2 separate regions of the Sus scrofa genome follow, and region 2 is linked to region 1. A link is a contact called in public HiChIP or PLAC-seq data. All regions are on one chromosome and are shown on one strand. Each heading gives the region's core, a stretch centred on a gene start, on an enhancer-like site or on the middle of the called end of the contact. The rest is flanking DNA. Distances are from core to core; before and after follow the strand shown. Region 1 has its middle 25 kb from the start of ZC3HC1. Region 2 overlaps AHCYL2 (adenosylhomocysteinase 3).

Evidence for each region. HiChIP or PLAC-seq counts read pairs in DNA pulled down with a chosen protein or histone mark.
Region 2: an H3K27ac HiChIP or PLAC-seq map of skeletal muscle shows a contact between it and region 1. The contact joins two enhancer-like sites. A contact is called at or near these places in 1 of 47 Hi-C or Micro-C datasets (embryonic fibroblasts) and 1 of 2 datasets of contacts at active chromatin or transcription factors (skeletal muscle).

What each region holds. Positions count from the first base shown.
Region 1 is chr18:18,762,990-18,769,140 of Sscrofa11.1, reverse strand. No RefSeq gene overlaps it. Among named protein-coding and RNA genes, the nearest start is that of ZC3HC1, 25 kb to the right of the region's middle. Within about 2 kb of position 2,415, at least 2 of the 83 cell types and tissues checked have an H3K27ac peak or open chromatin away from gene starts, as enhancers often do. A contact at or near this core is called in skeletal muscle, where this site is marked.
Region 2 is chr18:19,299,319-19,305,469 of Sscrofa11.1, reverse strand. AHCYL2 (adenosylhomocysteinase 3) reads left to right here. Exons shown (of 17, transcript XM_005657758.2): 3 at 2,467-2,610; 4 at 3,017-3,117. Among named protein-coding and RNA genes, the nearest start is that of STRIP2, 47 kb to the right of the region's middle. Within about 2 kb of position 2,954, at least 11 of the 83 cell types and tissues checked have an H3K27ac peak or open chromatin away from gene starts, as enhancers often do. A contact at or near this core is called in skeletal muscle, where this site is marked.

The sequences.
Region 1 (6,151 bases), core at 1,166-3,665:
AACTCCTAATATTTCCCTCTCCCCCACTTCCCCCTTTGGTAACCATAAATTTGTTTTCTACATCTGTGGGTCTTTCTGTTCTGTATGTAAGTTCATTTGTATCTTTCTGTTTTGTTAGATTCCATATATAAGCAATATTATACACTTGTCTTTGTCTGCCTTCACTTAGTAGGATAATCTCTAGACCTATCCGTGTTGCTGCAAGTGGCATTATTTTATTCTTTATGGCTGAGTAATATTCATATCTTCTTTATCCATTCATCTGTCGATGGACATTTAGGTTGCTTCCATGTTTTGGCTAATGTAAATAGTGCTGCAATGAATGTTGGGGTGCATGTATCTTTTTTTGAATTATGGTTTTCTCCAGATATATGGCCAGGACTCAGACTGCAGGATTATATAGTAGCTCTATTTTTAGTTTTTTAAGCAACGTCCACACTGTTCTCCATTGTGGCAGCACCAATGTACATTCCTATCAACAGTGTAGGAGGCTCCCCTTTTCTCCACACCCTCTCCAGCATTTATTGCTTGTAGACTTTTTGATGATGGCCATTCTGCGTGGTGTGAGGTGATACCTCACTGTAGTTTTGATTTGCATTTCTCTGATAATTAGTGATACTGGCTATCTTTTCATGTGCCTTTTGGCCATCTGTATGTCTTCTTTAGAGAACGTCCATTTAGATCTTCCGCCCATTCCTTTTTTTTTTTTTTTTTTTTTTTTTGGCTGCACCCGTGGCATACGGATTAGTTCTAGGGCCAGGAACCTAGAACCCTCTCCATAGCAGCAACTCAAGCCACAGCAGTGACTCAGTGACAATGCTGGATCCTTAACCCACTGAGCCACAGGGAACTCCATGCCCATTTTTTCATTGTTTTTTTGATACTGAGCTGTGTGAACTGTTTGTATATTTTGGAAACTAATCCCATCAGTTGCATCATTTGCAAATACTTTCTCCCATTCTGCACATTAATTACTTTTATTGTTTTTCACCTACCTTACATCAAATGCATACAAAAAGTATAGGAGAAACAATAAAATAGAAAAACTTTTAGATATGGGTTAAGGAGGGAATATAAAGCTTACCAGAAATCTTTGCAAGGCCACAGACTATTGGTTATAGAACTATAAAGATTAAGGAGATGATTTTTTTTAAAAAATTCATTGTACCAACAGTAGTGTGCCAAAAAATTCAAAGAAAATTATATAACCCCATTTAATACTTTGACTTTTTTTTTTTGGTCTTTTTGTCTTACTTTGACTTTTCATTTTCTCAAGTTTTCTTTTAGTCATGGGTATACAAATCACAGTGAAGATATATGCTCTGGCATTGTTTCTCATATATATCTCGCAAACAAATTTCCGTATCAACAGAATCATTACAATGATCATTTCAATAGTTTGAATTACATTCCACTGATTTATACTCTATGTAGCTAAGCACTCTCCAGTTGTTAGATGCTTAGGTTACTTTCAACTTTTAACAGCTTCGTGTCTGTAACGTTCCCTGTTTTGAGCTAGATTCCTGCTCAGGAGGCAGACAGCACAGGCTTGGGAGGCAGTGTTTAGAAAAGTGCTTTTTAAAACACTAAGCAGCACTTAGTACATACTTGCAGTGACAGCTCTTCATCGTAGTAAAAAATCAATTTTCAGAGGTTTTCCTGTTTAGATTGTTCCTCTCTCAGGCCTGAGGAGTGGACCCCAGCTGCAGTATTTGCCTCACTATCACTTCAAAAGCGCTCGAAACCCATTCTGCCACCCAGAGACTGACTCTCGTGGGCATTTCATTCTCCTCCTTAGGTTTGGTCGAGCTGGATGAGACCGGCTAGGAAATGGACATGGAGGCTAAAAAATGATTTTGTCTCTGTGACCGTGGCTTCCTCATGAGAACAGTGAGAGTCTTGGAGGTAAATCCTTCCAGGTCTAAGACTGTATGTTCTTACTTCCACCCTCTGGAGGGCTGTTGGTGACTTGCATGGGAAACAGCCATTTTTTCCCCAAATCTAACCCTAGGATATGGACAGGGAGCTGACAGAAGTGAGGACAGAAAGCTGGAAAGTATATTAAGTTGGTCTGAATCTTTGGATATACCACGGTCCCCCAGGCCCCCCAGAGAAATTTCATCAATGTTCCCATTCCTTCTCTTCCTAATTGGCTTTAGCTACACAACAGTTGATTCAACCAGAGAGGCGCTGTGGACAGAAAGACAGTAATCACCGCCACCACTGCCACTTCAGCCAAGAAGCAATGAGAAAAGAGAGGCTGGGATGAAGATGGAACCATGGTCTCTGATTAAAGGGCTCAGGCACAGCATTCACTTCCAAGGCCATGGGTCACCCGAGCCAGATCACGGCTATGCAAAGCCAAAGGAGACTCAGAATAGGAGTAAAACTAAAAATAGCAAGGAAAACTGAGGAGGAAGAAGTGTTTGTTCTTTTGCTCTGTACATGCAGCTGTTTCTGTTCCTAAGATGGAACAGGGTGGAAGGGATTTAAAAGCTGGCTCCGAAGCAGCCACAACTGGTCTAAGAGTTTGACAAGTAAATGAGGAAAGCCCCCGAAGAGAATGTTCCATCTGCTAAGGCTATTCATGTTGGCTAAAATCTAAAAAAAGCGAGGCAAAGGACTCATTCTGGACACGGGTATTCTTTCTGCCGTGAGAGGCAGATCTCAACTTTGTGCTCAGGAAAAGAAAATCAGAGACTCACCACGCTGAAAGATATTCCCAAGCCCTGTTATAATGGAAGGAACAGAAGGCTGGGGAACGTGGATTTAGGCGTGGCTCTGTCACATTCTAGCTGTATGACAGAGCTTATTATTAGATGTCTCTGAGCTTCAGTCTTTTTTTTTTTTTTTGGTCTATTTAGGGTCACACCCACTGCATATGAAGGTTCCTAGGCTAGGAGTCTAATTGGAGCTGTAGCTGCCAGCCTACACCACAGCCACAGCAACGTGGGATCAGAGCCTCGTCTTCAACCTACACCACAGCTCATGACAATGCTGGATCCTTAACCAACTGAGTGAGGCCAGGGATCAAACCCGCCACCTCATAGTTCCTAGTCGGATTCATTTCCTCTGCACCACGAGAGGAACTCCGAGCTTCAGTCTTAACCTCTGAGAAAACAAAATCTACTTGGACTTGAGAAATGCAACTTTTGTTAAAACAGAACATAGAATTCTAGAGGCCTCAGTGGAGAAAAATAGTAAAAACAAGAATCTGAAGACTGGTAGGAGTGGCCAAACTAGGAAGCTGGAATGGCCTTGAACAGCCAGGGGTCTTCAAGATACAACCACCTGCCTTGACGTCTGAGACCAAGACTGCAAAAGAAGGTTCTGACCTGGGAGGTAGAGAGGAAAGTGTTGGAAATCCTATTTGCTGGCAAGAGAGCCATTAGAGACAACTAACGCAGATGATATGTATCCCCTAAGCCATCTAGCCTCACTATGTCTAAGTGGGAAAATTCCTTAGAAAGATGACTTATAATGCTTTATGGATAGTAAAATAGCAAAATGAAATCTTAGGCAATTTCCTTTTTTAAAAGGGTCTGTCAAAAGAAAAAAAAATTCAAATAAAGAATCAAATCAGGGAGTTCCCGTCGTGGCGCAGTGGTTAACGAATCCGACTAGGAACCACGAGGTTGCGGGTTCGGTCCTTGCCCTTGCTCAGTGGGTTAACGATCCGGCGTTGCCGTGAGCTGTGGTGTAAGTTGCAGACACGGCTCGGATCCTGCGTTGCTGTGGCTGTGGCGTAGGCTAGTGGCTACAGCTCCGATTCGACCCCTAGCCTGGGAACCTCCATATGCCGTGGGAGCGGCCCAAAGAAATAGCAAAAAGACAAAAAAAAAAAAAAAAAAAAAAAGAATTAAATCAGGAAAATTGGGTTACCAGAAAGGTCAAACCAAAAACTTCCAGAGGAACAACCCACAAGAAGAATGAATAACCGCCTGGGCTTGAAGCGATGGCCTAGCATGTGGAAGAAAACAAATGCTTTGGGAAAGTAAGTTCATGAGCTCAATCCCATCTATATTAGTCAGAAATCTCCAGAGAAACAGAACCAATAGGATATGTACAGATATAAAGAAAGAGGTTTGTTATGGGAACTGGCTCAGGCAATTACAGGACCTGGAAGTCCCATTATCTGCCAGATACAAGCTTGGAGGCCCAGAACGCCAGTGCTGTAGCCCCAGTCCAAGTCCAAAGCCCCGAGAAGCAGGAGCTCCAACGTCCAAGGGCAAGAGAAGATGGAGCTTCCAGCTCAAGGAGAGAGCAAAGTTGTCCTTCCTCAGCCTTTTTGTCCTTTTTTTTTTGTCTTTTGTCCTTTTTAGGGCCACACCTGCAGCATATGGAGGTTCCCAGGCTAGGGGTCTAATTGGAGCTACAGCTGCCGGCCTACGCCAGAGCCACAGCCACGCCAGATCCGAGCCACATCTGTGACTACACCACAGCTCACGGCAAACGCTGGATCCTTCATCCACTGAGCGAGGCCAGGGATCGAACCCGCAGCCTCATGGTTCCTAGTCAGATTCGTTTCTACTGTGCCACGACGTGAAGTCCCCCTTTTGGTTAGATTCGGGCTCTCAGTGGACTGGATGGTGCCCACGCATGTTGATGAGCGGCATCTTCTTTACTATGTTTACCGACTCAGTGTCCATCTCTTCTGGAAACCCTTTCACAGACACATCCAGAAAGAAGATTTTGCCAGCTATCTGGGCATCCTTGAACCCAATTAAATTGGCATGTAAAATGAGTCATCACCCCACCTAAGACTGCTGCTTACTATGCGAAAGTCCACTCAGTCCAGTCTAGTGGCATGTTCACTGGAAACTGGACAGGTAGCCTGGAGCCCTCAGGTACACTGTTCAACAGGCTGGCATTAGGGTCCTTGGGAGATGATATGACTGACAGCGTCACTCTCTGTGGCTCTAGGTTCTATAGATTTTGAGCATTTGAAACAATGGCCCTTGACTTTCACACACTGAACCCTTCTCTCCTGACCTCTAGAATGCCATCTCTAGACATATTTTTACATAACTGAACTCAAAACGTTCAAAGTAAAATTGTCTTCCCTCCCCACCTGAGCTATCTTGACAGGACAGGCCACGAACCTCAAGGGCATCCTTGACCACCCCCCACCCCTCACACCCAAACCCATCACGGTGAAGTCACCACTGACATCCTAATCAAAGCAGCCACTTCCCCGACATCATACCTCCCGCAGATTCCTGCCTCCCCTGTGCTCGCTATACAGACTTCAGGATTCTCTTCCTGAGCACAAATATCACATCCCTGCTCACCCTTTCCCCACAGAATCAAAATCAAACTCCTCAGTATAACATACAAGACTCCAAGCTGGCCCCACTTGGATTCTTTTATCCTTTCTCTTCTACTCAATGCAAAGCTCTAGCCACAGCAGCATCCCTGCTCTTTCAGGAACACAGGATATTCTGTTCATCTGCTCAACGTTCTCTCAGCCTCACATCTCCTCTGAAGTGTCTACCATGTGCCAGGCAGGTTTAAGTGTTGAGATGATAAAGAAGACAGACAAGGGCCCTGACCTTCTGGAGCCCACAGCTCCCACTCATCTCCGAGGTCCAGCCCAAACCTATACCTTCCCTGAAATTCTCTCCAATTCCATACATTCCATAGATGAGAATTAACTTCTTTTGCACTGCCAGGGTATTTAGCACTCTTTGTCTTATGCAGTAGGTTATTTTCCAGGCTGGACTATAAACTTCTTGAGGGTAGAAACCAGGTGATTGTTCACCTTTGCATTACATGAGGGCTGACACAGCACCTCACACATGGAAGGGACTTACTATTTCTGGAATTGCATCAAGTCTATCCCAATCTGCTTTGATTTATGATCAGAAACACACAAAAACAAAAAAAGTTTGGAATTTCAACTATTTTAAAGAAAAGTAAAAACTTTTTTTTTTTTTTTGGAGGGAGGTATAAATTAAAAATTGTAATGCAAAGACTTAAAAAAAATACCCACATTATTATAAACTGAAGCTTAGCTTGTAGTCCACTTGAATAGCTCATGTTAAGGATTCTACACCAGTCCGTAAATCATGACCTAGAGGCTGTGGGCTTCTAGAAAGCAGACTTCTGGTTCACATGGTCACTAGTCAGCAAGTGGCTTCCCACTCTGGGC
Region 2 (6,151 bases), core at 1,705-4,204, 540 kb before region 1:
GCAGCTGAAAAGGCGTAGGAAAGGAGAGCTGTTCTGGGAAGGGTTAGGACTCCATTCTCAACCTTTTAAATCATTGCCAGCCATCCACCTGCTGCGCGGGTAGATTAGTGGATGAAGGGGGTAGAAAAAAAACCCTGAAATAATATTGTATGTATGTATGTCATTCCTTTCCCATTCGGAATCCTAAAGCTAAGTGAGGACCATTAAAGTTGTTATATTTGGAGTTGAATTAAAAATACGTACAGGAGTTTCAGGTTAAGGATCCAGCACTGTCACTGCTATGGTGAGAGTTTGATCCCTGGGCTGGGAACTTCTACATGCCATGGGTACAACCAGAAAAAAAAAGTGTGCAAAAGCCAGTAATAATATAAGGTATTATTTATCAAGTGCTTAGTTACTTTATGCCAAGCATTGCACTAAGCACTGTACTTATACATTATCTTAATCTTCTCAACAACTTGATTCTGACAAGTCATGTCTGCCTATTATATCAGTCTGCATCATAGCACATATTACAACCATATGGAAAGAAAAACTATAAATAATTTTATAGTTATTTGCCACGAAAGCAAAGAGAATCCACATCTGCCCTGTATCCCCAATACTTAGACTGTGCCTGGTACATAGCAAATATGCAATAAAAAATTGACTGAATGAACAACTGAATTGTGAATGCCTGAATGCATAAATGAATTAACAATCCTATATGAAACAGGTTCTGGTATCACCTCTGCTTTACACACCCAGAAGCAAAGACTGAGACTTCAACCAAAGTCTGATTCCAGAACACATAACCACTATATATAAACAGCCATTGGGAAGCATCAAAATCATCATAGCTCTGGCATAGTGTTTGAAATTTCAGGATATTCTGAATATGAACACTTTCTTCAAAAGCAATTTTCCTGTAAATTTGGGTCAGGATAAGGGAGGACTGTTATCTTTCCTCTCTCAGCTGGTAGAAGCATGGTTCCCCTGAGCCTCCGACTCATAATCTTTTTCTGAGTATTGATTAGTGAAACAGATGACTGCCCAGGAAACTGTTTCTGAGCTCTGTTGCCAAAGGTACTTTGAGCTCTCACTCACCCTGGGAGGGAGAACCGTAGACTTTTTGTACAGATTAGCTCCTTTTTGTACAGAACAAAAGTCCATCTGGGATTTATTAATTCCCTCACCTCCTCTGGTGCCCATGTTCATTCTTGTTGCCTCGTGGTAGGACTTTGCACCAGGGCAGTTTTCCAGCTCTAAGAGAGACACTTGGGCCCCTGCTGCCCAAATGCTTTGTAGTGCCATGCCTGATTAACCGGGCAAGGTCAGACTTGCCTTTTACAGCCCTCCCAGAGATAGACCCTTCACGGAGAAATCCCAGAAATGCCTTAATTCTCTGGATATAAGTAGATCAGGTGACTCTAGAAGCTCTGAGCTTTTTCAGCTTTCTCCCCTTAAAAAAATGGTGGAAGTACTTCTTATCTCATTGAGAAAAACATATAATGCTTTATAGACAGTGCTTTATGTCCCCCAAACTTCCTTTCCCCCCGCTGCCGTGCCGCAAACCTTGAGAACTATTTGGGAAGAAACTATCCTCAGAAACTTAAACATAAAGAAAGAAATTACTTCAAATCATCCAGCAAATGGTTAGCAACTCCAGAATTATACGAAGACTAAAAAGACCTCAGTCAAACATGGGAATAGCAGCAGCAGCAGCAGCTGCTGCCTGTTAGCCACGGTCAAAAGTCTTAAGACTGTCCACCCTCTAGTGTATATTGCCAAAAGGACTAGTCATCAGAGCATTTAATTATACCAAAAGAGGATTTATCTGCTTCTTTGGGAGTCAAAAATGCTTAATGCAGAACTCACCGAGGCCAGCAAGAAGGGAGAGCACACTGAATACTTCATTGTCAATGTCTAATTGGGTCTGCGGGCATAGCTCAGCCTCATCAGAGCCAGTCTAAAAAAAGAAAGCTCTGTTTTGTGAGACAAACACTTTTTGTGTGGTTCTTAATTAGTTTCCCATGGGTTCCTTATTTTCTAGGTCTTATCTGTTCAGTTATTGTCCTAAAACACAAATTACATCAGGTGCTTAAGCAGCAAACTGAAGGGTAGCTGAGATCCCAGAAACTCATAGGTTCATGACCATGATCTTGCTTTAAGAACTTGAACCTACTGGTGTAACCTCTCTTTTTTTTTTTCATTTTCAAGGACCTCTGCATGTTCTGAAGGTAAAGTTAGCCCTAGTTTCCAGGGGGAATGTCTTTGGAAACCTCTCTCAGTGTCTCCTTTGTGGCCTGTGGATGGCACTTTCCGTAGGTGGTGATTGAGGCAGCTCTTCGGCGCCAATTAGATGCTTGCCAAATGTATACATTTACATGGTGCTGGATTACTAGCAAGGCCTCTGTTCACTCCATGGTTTGGAGTTTTAGAGGAACCTATTTTTTCTTCTGAAGGTTTTCTATTCTGTCATTCCAGCGGCTTCATATACAGATAGCTCGGATGATGAGACCTCCCCCAGGGACAAGCAGCAAAAGAATTCCAAGGGAAGCAGTGACTTCTGTGTCAAGAACATCAAACAGGCGGAGTTTGGACGAAGAGAAATTGAAATTGCTGAACAAGGTAAAGAAAACAAATGCATTTTCTTTCTCAAGCTGCCAGTGTCTTTTCATCCATATTCATCCCTTTTTATATTCTGGGGTCTAGTAGTTTGTGAAATTTCACTGTGATTTTGAAGAATAGTTGTAACAAAAGAAATATGAGCTCAGGAAACAGTGTGGGGAGGGATTACCCTCTAGCAGGTCATGGAAGAGGGGGGAGAGAGACCAGATACAGAAGACTGGGATACAGAAATCAAACACGGGAGCGTTTGCCTCTGAAAGTCCCTCAGGTTTAAATGTCTTGATCCCTTGAGAAACCTAATCTGAGAACCTGATCAGGGAAGGATCTTAGTACATTAGTACTATTTATTCTGTACCTCTCATACCCTCCTCTCTAATACTGCTGTGTATGTATTGGGCCTTTGCAGAAATGCCGGCGCTGATGGCTTTGAGGAAGAGAGCTCAAGGAGAAAAACCCTTGGCCGGAGCCAAAATTGTGGGTTGTACACACATCACTGCTCAGACTGCTGTGAGTCCTTTTCTTCCCTCCACATAACAGTAGTTAATAATAGCCATCAGCTATTGAGGGCTTGCACCATGCCAAGAACTAGGTTAAGAGCTTAATAAGTGTTAGTTCATTAACCCTCGTAATGGCCACATAAAGCACATATTCCTGTTTCCATTTTATAAACGAGGAAGCTGAGGCTCAGGGAGTTTAAGTAATTTGCCCAAGGGTGTACAGCTAGTAAATCATGAAATCTAGAATTAAACTTCAGTCTATCTGATTCCCAAGCTTTTGCTTTCTCCACTGTTCTACGCTACTTCCCTTATCTTTGCTTCCAGTGTCACTGCTACAGGGCAGCTCTGTGTTAGGTAGCTTTCAGCTGCAAATAAGAGAAAACCTGATTCAACCCAGACCACACAGAAAAGAATTTATTGTATTACATGGCTACAAGTCCAAGGGTAAGGCGGACTTCAGCTGAAGGATCTCAGGTCTCCTCCATAGAATCATCTGTCTTTGATTCTCTGGGAGCTGCCTCCCCACTGGGCTTACTTCATCCTCAGGCTCAGCAGGATGGCTGCAGCTCTTCCTGCCATCACAAACTGACATGAAAAGGAAGAAGAACCATTTCTTCGTCTCTCCCTAGAGCAAGGAAACCTTTCCCAGAATTCCTCCAGGATACTCTGTCATGTCATTGAGCAGAACTAGATCACATGCCCATGCCCCACTGTCCTGGCAAAAGCACTGGGGTTACCATGATTGGTTTATTTTTTATTTTTTTTAATTTTTTGTCTTTTTAAGGCCACACCCAAGGCATATGGAGGTTCCCAGGCTAGGGGTCAAATCAGAGCTGTAGCTGCCAGCCTGCACCACAGCAACAGCAATGTGGGATCCAAGCCGTGTCTGTGACCTACACCAGAGCTCACGGAAACGCCGGATCTTTAACCCACTGACTGAGGCTAGGGATCGTACCCTAGCCTCATGGATTCTAGCTGGGTTTGTTAACCACTGAGCCACGATGGAACTCCCCATGATTGGTTTAGACCAGTAATTTTCACCCTTATCAGATTCAGTGATCCCTTTTTATTAAAAAATATTCTGCAATGCTCCTATATTTTCTTGAAATTCAAATATAACATAGCTAGGGTACATATAATGTTGTAAAAATAAATCTTATTGAAATATGAAGGAAGAACAAAAGGAAAGCAATTTATAATAATAAAATAATGTATATTTCAATATGTAAGTGCTTGAGTACAAGTTTAGTAGAATAGTCAGATATTTCTACTTGCCTATATGCGTTGTTTGAATGAGAGTGCTACAAATGTATATATATAGAAATGTATTACTGGTTCCAGAGCATCAGCAGTATTGCCAAATTATATAATTTTCTGAAATTATAAGCTTCTTGTAAATTTATGAATAACAACGAAAAAGTTTTAATTTACATACTTGTTGCAGTCTTAATTATTTTTGTGTTAAAACTAAAACAGTACTTTTGTTGCTCTGTAAAGTGGAATAAAGTTCTAAACTCAGATAATTATAGATTTCTCACTCATGTGAGCTTTTCATTGGAACTTTTAAAATTGTGCCAGATATGGTATGATTTTTTGTTGTAGGAGACTGTCCTGCACTTTTTTTTTTTTTTTTTTTTTTTTTGCTTTTTAGGGCTGCATCCACTGCATATGGAAGGTTCCCAGGTTAGGGGTCCAGTGGAAGCTACAGCTGCCAGCCTACACCAGAGCCACAGCAATGTGGAATCCGAGCCGCATCTTCGACCTACACCACAGCTCACGACAATGCCAGATCCTTCACCCACTGAGCGAGCCCAGGGATCAAACCCGCGACCTCGTGGTTTCTAGTCAGATTCGTTAACCACTGAGCCACGACAGGAACTCCAATAATAAATATCTTTAGCATATGGAAAAAAAAAAAAAAAGATTGTCTGCTGGTGCACAACACATATGTGGCCATATCCTTTATTAAGAACAGCAGAGATTCCTCGAGACACAGATAGCTACTGTAGCATCTTCCCTGTGACACTTTTCTGGGTTACGTATTTCTGAGGAAAAGAGTACTTTTGCGGCCCAAAATTAGTGTAATAAATTGAAAGGCTGTCTCTTTTTGAAGCTATAGACTAATGAATCAAGGCAGAAACACTCGTGGAAACTTTTTTGGGCTTCCCTGGTCAGGGACATGAGACTTGAGTGTGGTGGCTTAAAATAGTAAGAGCCTCTGTACTGTCTCATGTTGCTAAATTACATCTAGTTTCTTTTTTACCCCCTGGCTCACTGAACATTACCACTCTTCAAGGTTACTTTCTTTTTACTGTTCCCATCCCACATTTTTTTCTTTTTCCTTTAAAAAAAAAAGTTGTTACAAAGACATTTTGCTTTGTTTTATTTTGTTTATTTATTTATTTATTGGCCATACCCACGGGATACAGAAGTTCCCAGGGCCCAAGATCAAACTCATGCCACAGCAGCAACCCAAGCCACCGCAGTAACACCATACCCTTAACCCGTTAAGCCAGAAGAGAACTCCTGCTTTGTTTTATTCTAAATCTTTATTTTATTCTTCTAATTACAAAAGTAGTTCATGTACATTTTATAATATTTAAGCATTACCACTATCTATAATATAGAAAGACAAAGTCTCCATGCTCCAGAGATAACAGAGGTAACAGTTTCCTGTCTGTGTTTCTACTAGACTTGAATCTATTTATGTTTTTCAGGTGTGTTTCCATAGCTCCTTCTAACCAGATTCCTGAGCTACTCTTTCTAAACAGCAATGATTTAAAGTCTAGTTAAACCAGCTTCCAAGCTCTGCCCTTCTCCCACTCATACCTGCCTTCTCTCCTGCTTGAGGCCAGCAGTCTTGACTCATAGCTCTTTAAATAGACCTTATATTCTTGGTCCCAGCCACTCTTCTAGTTGATAGATATTGCTTTGTAGGTAAGTCTCAAAGCATTCTTTTGTTGGACAAATTCAGGAATCTTAGTTGTAAGAGAGAAATTCTTTAAGGTGAAAAAATGAGAGGGAAAAAATGGGATCAGATATTG